Linked DNA regions of Oryctolagus cuniculus: region 1 is linked to region 2. A link is a contact called in public Micro-C data. All regions are on one chromosome and are shown on one strand. The core of a region is the stretch at or near the end of the contact, and the rest is flanking DNA. Distances in the headings are between cores, read along the strand shown.

Region 1 (4,261 bases), core at 1,221-3,720, 65 kb after region 2:
ATCACAACGCTGCGTTTCCGTCACAGGTGACTGCCCCCTGGGTCCAGGGCCCCTCGCCCACCTACAGCTCTCCCCAGTCTACACAGCATGTACTCTTTTTTTTTTTGACAGGCAGAGTTAGTGAGAGAGACAGACAGAGAGAAAGGTCTTCCTTCTATTGGTTCACCCTCCAAATGGCCGCCACGGCCGGCGTGCTGCGCCAATCTGAAGGCAGGAACCAGATGCCTCCTCCTGGTCTCCCATGCGGGTGCAGGGCCCAAGCACTTGGGCCATCCTCCACTGCACTCCCTGGCCACAGCAGAGAGCTGGCCTGGAAGAGGGGCAACCGGGACAGAATCCAGAGCCCCGACCGGGACTGAAACCCGGTGTGCCGGCGCCGCAGGGCGGAGTATTAGCCTAGTGAGCCGCGGTGCCGGCCACAGCACGTGCTCTTACAACCTGCAGCCCGACTCACATAACCTCCACCTGCGCTCAAACAGCACTGATACCCATGGATTTGTCCCGTGACTTTCTATTTCTTGCTCAGTCTGATGTCTGTGAGTCAGCCACACGGACACACACGGCTCTGGGTCCTTTCTGTTCGCTACTGCGTAATATTCCATTCTACAAACACAAACACACTGCGTATTTGACCAAAGGCACAGCCTGACCTTGCACGAGGCCGCCACGCAGGCCTAGGGTGCGTCAGCCGACTCCCACACCGTTTCAGAATGCCACAACCACCCAGAGATCCCTACAAAGAGGAAAGCAGGACAGAGGCGTGTGACCCGGCCATGCAGCTGAGCGCAGACCTGGGTGGCGAGTTCGAGTCTAAGGCTACAGCCACACTCCCCCACCCAGAGATCCCCACAAAGAGGAAAGCGGGACAGAGAGGCGCGTAACCCGGCCACGCAGCTGAGCGCAGACCTGAGTGGCGAGTTCGAGTCTGAGGCTACAGCCACACTCCCAACGGTAGGCCTGTGGCCGCTTACGCAGCTGCCTCTTCGCTCAGATTTTTTTTTTTTTTTTAAGAGAGCTCTCCAGTCATCTGACAGAATCTGAAACAGGACGCTCTGTTTTCTTTCTTAACAAACAATTCCACAGGAAATCCATCTGACTCAGGGCCGCTCCACATGTTCCAGGAGGAGTCCCTGGGACCGGCTGGGGTCAGCCCCACGTTTACACAATCGCTCTCCACGGAGGCCCGGGTGGAGCCGCCCGCCTCGGCACACACGGGCCGGCTGCACCCCTCCGGCCGGGACACGGGGGCCTCTACGAGCCAGACCCTGGCCGCACTGGCAGAAGCCGAGTGCCCTGAGCTCCAAGAAAGGTTTCGGGGAACAGCTCCAGCTGCTGCTGGCGCCCAGGGCTCCGGGAACAGTCCTGTGTACACAGGGCCAAGGTGCTGGCCGGCTCCGCTCTCCACTTGGCCGGCTCTGCGGCAGCCCAGCCCTGCCCCTCTGAGAAAGCCCAGCTCGCAACAAGGAAGAGAAGTGAGACAGAGGACCGAGGGTGGAGACTCACGGAACCCGCAGGGAGCCAGGCGGGGAGCGAGGCCGCAGGCACCCCGGCTGCTCCAGGGAGGCCCTGGAAGATGATGGGGTGCAGCCCCCTCGGGCGGGGCTCCCCAAGACGGGGGAGGCCTCGCACCCGTCCCTCGCGTCTCCAGACGTTCCCCCCACACTGCGCCTCTCTGCTGGAAGATTCTGGAAAACCCCAAATGAGCAAAGGCGGCACGAGAAGCAAACAGGCTCTGGCCACTTGCTGGGGTTGTGTCCCGGAGGAGGGGCCGGGGCTCACCCGGCGAGGGCCGGGACAGCTCGCTCTGTTCCTCGCACTGGGTGCGGGGCCACTCGGGGAGCTAGCTACCTGCAGTCCCCACACCCCCCTGGGAGGCAGCCAGCACGGCCACGCCCGCTGGACGGCCAAGCCTCCCGATAAAGGCGCCTGGGAGGGGTGGGGGCTTGCACGGGAGGTGGGGGAGGGGTCCGCAAGTCGCGGGTCTGGGGTGCGGGGCGCCCGGGATCGGAACCAGGCGGGTGCGGGGAGGAGAGGGGCAGGCGGGACGTGAGGGCGTGCGGCCGCGGCGCGCGTCCCCACCTTGAGCACCGTCACAGCTCCCGCGCTGTGCACCTGGAAGTGCGTGGGCGGCTCGGCGCCCGCCTCGCCCGCCTCGTCGGGGCCCTGGTAGCTGAAGCAGGCGTCGGCAATGTCCAGGTGGCCGAGAGGCAGCGCGTCCTGCGGGCTCTTGAAGTAGTAGAGGTAGCAGCGGCGCGCGTCGAACACGAACCAGCGGCTGCGGTAGCCACGCAGCGGGCCCTTGCCCGACAGCTTCTGCAGGTAGCCGCACAGCCGCGCCGGCTCCCGCCCACCGCCCGCGCCCGCGCCCTCGCCGCCCTCCTCTGCCCGGGCCCCGGCTCCGGGCCCCGGCATCGCCCGCCCGCGCGCCCACAGCCGGCGCCCGGGCCCCGCGCCTCGCGCCTCTGCGCCGCGCGCCGCCGCCGCTGCGCCCCCTCCCGTCGCCCCGCTCTCCGCACGGCCGCGGGCGCGCAAGGCGTCCTGGGACTTGTAGTCCCGCCCCCGCCCGCCCAGGCCCAGGCCCCGCCCCCGCCTCGGCCCAGGCCACGCCCCCGCCGCGCCCCGGGCGCTCTCCGAGGCTGGGGGCTGGGGCGCAGCGGCGCCCGGTTTCTCGGTGGGTGCGGGACGACAGGGGCTATGCGTTTCCCGACGCCCAGCTGCGCACCCGCGGAAGACGGCTCTGAGCTCCGTGTAAATTGCGCTTCGCTACAATCCCAGATTGTTCCATCTGTGCGCCCCTACCTGTTCCTGGTGTGAAAATGACAGCCGCCGGTGTCACGTTGCAGGGAGAAAGGCCACCACAGAAACACCTTGCCCAGAGCAAAAGGGTCACGGGAGCTACTTGGGTGAGAGGCCGAATCAGGCCAGTTTCGCGCCTTTGAAAACACACAGAGATGGAATTTTCTAAGCTGGACACCAAGTCACTCCCCAGATGCCCACAGCAGCTGGGGCTGGGCCAGGCCAAAGCCAGGAGCCCAGGGCTCCATCTGGGTCTACTACGTGGGTGGTAGGGACCCAGCACCTGACCCACCACCTGCTGCCCCCCGGGGTGCAGCTTGGCACGAATCTGGGTGCAGACCACATCTCCCGTGTGGGACGCCAGCATCCCGACCGCTGTGCCAAACGGTTGACTCACGTAAAAACATTTTTAGGATTAATGCCGTAATGTGACACTTCGTGAAATATACATTTTTATCAATTTTGGTTTCCTGGGTTTTGTTGGACCGCAAATATTCCATAGGCCCCTTGAAGGTTGGCTGGTGTGGGCTCTGAGCCTTTGTCTGAGGAACCCCCTGGCCTGGACCCTACCTGGCTCTGGCCAGGCCCAGAATGGGGTTCCCTGGGGAGGTTGCTCAGCCACAAGCCCAGGACCCCAGGGAGAGTGGAATTAGGTAGGGGCCTGCACTGTGGCGTAACGGGTAAAGCTACTGCCTGCGGTGCCGGCATCCCATATGGGCGCTTATTCTAGTCCCAGCTGCTCCACTTCCGATCCAGCTCTCTGCTGTGGCCTGGGAAAGCAGTGGAAGACGGCCCAAGTCCTTGGGCCCCTGAACCGGCGTGGGAGACCCGGAAGAAGCTCCTGGCTCCTGGCTTTGGATTGGCGCAGCTCCGGCTGTTGCGGCCATCTGGGGAGTGAACCAGCAGATGGAAGACCTCTCTCTGTCTCTACCTCTCTCTGTAGCTCTGTCTTTAAATAAATAAAATAAATCTTTAAAATCAATCAATCAATCAAAAAGGAAGTAGGGAGGCCTCAGAGCCAGTGGCAACCCCTTGGCAGGGGTCCCTGAGTCTCTGCCCAGCTGACCCAGCCGTGGGAAGTGACCCGAGCCTTCCAGGCCTCCCTGGGGGCTTCAGAATCAACCCCAACACCCTCGGGGCCCTCCCGACCTCCCCCAGGCCCCTCTGTTCTGCCAACCGTCTCAAGGTGAGCTGCAGGGGCTTTGCCCCGACTCAGCGCTCGCCCCATCTTGCAGTAGGCAAAGTGCTGAACAAACATAGCCTCAGTCTCCCCACCACCACCACTGCAAACCAGGTCCCCCCAAGCCTCCTACATGGAAATTCCAGAGCTGTCTCTCCTTTTAAGATTGTATTCATTTATCTGCAAGGCAGAGTGACAGAAGAAAGAGAGGGAGAAACAGTAAGAGAGGAGAGCTCTCCAACTGGCCACAACGGCCAGGGCTGGGCCAGGCCAAAGCCAGGAGCC
Region 2 (4,444 bases), core at 1,313-3,812:
GGGAGAACCTGGAATTCCCAGGATGTTTTGATGGTTCATGGGACTTTGTGGGAGGACGTTCAGGAAGCCGGGAAACTCCAGGGTGTGTGGTCACCATGGCGAGGCGGCCAACCTACCAGGGTGGCGTCCGCTTTGGGGGGTTAAGGACTGGGAAGGGAAGTGAGGCCCGGGAGCTTCTTCACACGCGTGGGCCAGGGCGCAGGCGTGCACACGGGTGGAGGTGCCACCTCGCCTCGTGCCCTCGGCCCAGCTGGGGACGTCCCAGGCCTGGGGCCTCCCGCCCCCTCCTCCCCTGAGAGATCCAGGCAGCAAGAAGGTCCCGGAGGCAGCTGGGGGTTGTCAGCAGCGGCAGCAGCCCCGGGAGTGAGGCCAGGAGGCTGGAGGCGAGCCACTTCCCAAAATAGCTCTGATCACACGGGGCACGAGGGCCAGCCAAGCTGCGTGCAGCCGCCCTCCCTCCCCAGGGGGCCCATGCTCAGCCCCAGTTTCCGCTGAAGCCCCGGATGGCCCCGGGCCCACCCTCGCTCAGGGCTTCACTACCCAGCAGAGAAGTGGGGGCCGTTCTGGGCGGTGGACTCGGCTCTGGTCTGCCCCAGACTGCTCCTGCGGGGGTGGTCCCAGAGGCCAGGCAGGGCAGGTGCACTGGGACAGGGGGGTGGCGGGGGTCAGAGGAGCCCTTTCTGCCCCCTGCCCCACTGCCACCACTGGCAAGACCTCAGTGGTTGCCAAGAGTGAGTGGGGAAGGACATGGAGTTGGGGCACCACCCCGGGCAGTCTCGGCTTCTCACAAGCATTTGAGGGGGTCGGAGGTGAGGTCTCGGGCCCTTTCCTCCAGACCTGAGCCGGCGTCCCCAGATTAGGGCAAAAGCAGGTGGGACAGAGAGACCCCTGCAGGCCCTGGGGTTCCAGGGGGCTGGGACAGCACAGGCAAAACCCCAGGGAGCCCCACTGTCTCCGGCACGAGGGCACGGGCTGAGGCAGGCGGGCTCTGACCTACCTGGCACACGCTGCCCCCAGGCTGCGAGCGGGACCGCCTGTCCTTTGGTTTCTGCGAGACCCTGCGCCTGCTGGGCCGCTGCCAGCTGCCCACCATCCGCGCCCAGTGCTGCCGCTCGTGTCCCCCCACCGGCCGCGGCGTCCCGTCCCGAGGCCATCAGCGGGTGGCTCGCCGCTGACCCGCTCTACTGGACGCACAGACCGACGATGACAACGATGACGCACGGACCTCAGCGCCCCAGCAGGGCTGCGGCGGCCCCGGCCCCGCGGCCCAATGGTGCTAACCCCGCCGCGTGGGCAGGCTGGGGATCCCCTCAAGAAAGGGTATTTTTTTATTCTAACAGTTTGTGTAACAGTTATAATTTACATAAATCAGCACCTACTGTTCCGGAGCACGGCGTGGCTTCTGCGTGGATCCGGGGACCCTCAGCGGGAAGTGCCCCGCCCCCTCTCACCTCCAGGCCGGGTCTGCAGGGAGGCTCCGCCCCCACCTAACCCACATGGATGGCCTCGTGCCTCCTGCTCAGGCCCCCAGACGGCCCAGGCCCCCCACTCCCGGGTCCTGAGAGACCTGCGTGGGGATTCAGACACAGGTGCCCCCAAGCAGCAAGGCCCATCCTGTCACCATGGGGACAGTCCCCACCCCCGGGCGCAGGACCCCAGCTGGGCACCCTGGTCCCCTGTGGCACCCATCAACTCCTTCCAACTTGGTCCCCACTTGTCCCCTCTTCCATCTCCCTGGTGCTCAGGGAGGGGCTGGGGTGGGCGTGGTTCTCTCAGGGCAACCCCTCCCCCACTGCCCACCCGGTGCCCACCTCCTTCCCCGTTCCTGCAGTTCCGTGCCAGGGAACCTGACTGTGGTGCCCACGGCAGGGAGCTGGCGCGTGTGAGGTGCTTTGTGGCCTGTCCGGGGAGCGGGGTGCCTCCTAGCACTGCCGCCCCACCCTCACCCCCACCCCAGCTGGAGGGCCTTGGACTTGGCCCTTTGATCACAAGTCCCCCCCCCCAGGCCCTTTCTGCAAGTGGGGGACACTGAGGTTCAGACACCTACAGGCGATGCCTCCCACCTGCTCTTGTGGACCCTTGGGGTGGGGAGCCAGGGCAGGTGCTGGAAATCACTCCCTAGGACAGAGACCAAGGGCAAATGCCCTGGACACACAGGCCCAACTCAGGCCTTGAGCACCACCTTGGGCCCCTGACCGGGCAGGAGAGGGCCCGAGCAGCCCCTGCAGGTGGCTTTGAAGGCAGGCGGTCTGTCTGGGGACACTCAGGAAGGCGAGTCACCGAGGGCTGGCGAGAGCGGGCTGAGCACGCGGGCAGGGAAGTGGCAGCAGGGCCGGCCCAAGGAGGCCCTGGGGACCACGCTCCGAGTTAAGGGCTTTCCAGGGCTTAGTGCAAACTGCCTTTGGCAGTGACCCCTAGGGGGCTCCAGACCCACACGGGGCAGGGCAGGCATGGTGGCAGAGCCCTGTGGTCCTTGTCCCAGCTCTGCCCGTTGCCGTGTGCTGTGGGATCTCAGGAAGCTCCAGACACCGAGTCCGTGTCCCCGGGGCTCCGTGGGGCCGGGCCTGCTCCGTCTGGGGCTCCCGGAGCCGCCCTGCCCAACCCCTCTAAGACATTTGGTCTTAATCATCCCTGTTTTTCCAGTGACGGCTGGGGTGTCCCCAGCAGCAGCCCGGCAGGAGGCAAACAGGCTTGTGACTCAGGCTGGGCCTGGCCTGGGGGCAGAGGGCGGGGTGCTGCTGCACACACAGGCACCCCAACTCCCCGCCACGGCCCTTGAGCCCCCAGGGCCACCACCGCTGACCAAGGTAGCCCTTGCCAAGGCCCATGAGCAAACCCAGAGTGCGGGACGCCCGGCACGGCCAGGCCCCTCCCAAGGTGACCGCAACGGCATCTCAAGGCGCGGCGTTGTACAAATTAGTATTTTATTCTTGCTGTGGTTACCACCGCTCCAAAAGGTAACGTGTGCATCAGCGGCGAGGCCGCCACGTGGGAAAGGACAGAGTGGCCGGGCAGCGACCCCCCCAGCCTGCCCTGCGAGGACGCCCCATGGCAGGCCGGAGGCAGCGCCGCGCAGGGTGTGGGGGTGATGACACAGGCGTTTGGCCTCGTGTTTCCCTGACTTCCTCTGTCCACACAATGTAGAGACACCAGAACGGCTTCCCGCAGCGCCGGGCTGGGGCGAGCGGGGCCTCGCGCAGGAAGTCTGGCAGGCCCGCGGGAAACGGTGGCACCGGGCAAAGCGGCTGCGGGGGCCCCGGGCCTCACACACCCGTGCAGTAAGGACTTGCTATATAAAATAGATGTGCACGGTAGAGAAAAACCTTGATAAAATAGCCTATAAAAATAGAAACTGTAGTGAAAATATACACAAGTACTAACAGGGCCAATAAAAACCCCGTGGTCGCAGGAGCTGGCCGTCCCCACAGGGTGAGGGGGCCTCTGCTGGCCGGCACGGGCACAGGGCAAGCAGGCTGGGGCTACCCTGGGGCTTCCTGCCCGGGGGCGCCAGGCACAGCTGGCAAGGCCGCCCATGCAGGGCCACGGCTGGTGTTGGCACGGGTCCAGATGACAGCAGTGAGGCAGCCGCTGCCACCCAGGGCGCTGGCGGAGGTAGGGGGACCTCAGGGGCCCTCGAGGGGCGGGGGGGGTGGGTAGTGCTGGCTGCAAACCCTGGGGCCTGCAGCTCCGGGAGGAGGAGTCAGCTCGTCCCGCCCCCAGAGTGGGCCAGGCCCAGGGCTCCCAGGACTCCAGGCGCTGGTGCAGGAAGGCTCCCTGCAGGCCCCAGGGCGTCTCCTCCAGGTCTTCCCTGCTGTCCCACAAACCTGCTGCTTGGGGCTCCAGTCTCACCGCCCCAGCGGTAGTGCTCGCTCGTAAGATCCTTCAGGGCCGCGAGTGGACCCCAGGACGGCAGCTGATGCGCTGGGCCCACCCCCACCCTCCCCATGGTGACAGCCATCGTGTCGCCCCAGGGCAATGGGGGCGGCCAGGGGCCCCCAGCGTGTGGTCCCAGCAGCGAGACAGCCAGGCCCGCATCGCAGGGTCACCTCCCAAAGCAGCTGGGCCTCGGACAGCAGCCAACAGAAGAGCACGAGGAACCCCACTTCTGATTCCTGAGAAGGAACCATGGCTTTTGGCTTGTTAGAGACCAGCTCTCTCTACACAGAAAAAAAAAAAAAGCACTGAAGACAGGTGGGCGGAGCTCAGACAAGTGTGTCCCACACCAAACACCACAGGGAGGCTGCACCAGGATGGTGCCCCCTGCACACGGCTGCACACACTCCGCCACCACAGCCACGCGCTCTGGCTCGCAGAGCCGGCGTCCCCAGAGACACCAGAGTGCCCCCCGGCCCTGGGCCCTGACAGCCCCTCATCCCCACCCCACACCGGCTCTGTCTGAGACGGCTCACTCTGCGCTGCCCCCCGCCCCCCAGAGCCCCCAGAG

Evidence for each region. A called contact is a pair of places that touch in the nucleus more often than the background predicts.
Region 1: a Micro-C map of ear pinna shows a contact between it and region 2, with 4 times the contacts expected there. The contact joins the promoter of TBC1D2B here to the enhancer-like site in region 2. A contact is called at or near these places in 3 of 6 Hi-C or Micro-C datasets (ear pinna, psoas muscle and an unstated tissue).

The regions. Positions count from the first base shown.
Region 1 is chr12:105,988,076-105,992,336 of mOryCun1.1, forward strand. TBC1D2B (TBC1 domain family member 2B) reads right to left here and starts at 2,471. Exons shown (of 13, transcript XM_051834568.2): 1 at 2,080-2,471. The coding sequence starts at 2,412.
Region 2 is chr12:105,922,954-105,927,397 of mOryCun1.1, forward strand. ADAMTS7 (ADAM metallopeptidase with thrombospondin type 1 motif 7) reads left to right here. Exons shown (of 23, transcript XM_051834567.2): 23 at 1,018-1,388. The coding sequence ends at 1,175. It overlaps TBC1D2B (TBC1 domain family member 2B), which reads right to left. Exons shown (of 13, transcript XM_051834568.2): 13 at 2,908-4,444. Among named protein-coding and RNA genes, the nearest start is that of ADAMTS7, 40 kb to the left of the region's middle. Within about 2 kb of position 2,563, at least 3 of the 8 cell types and tissues checked have an H3K27ac peak or open chromatin away from gene starts, as enhancers often do. A contact at or near this core is called in ear pinna, where this site is marked.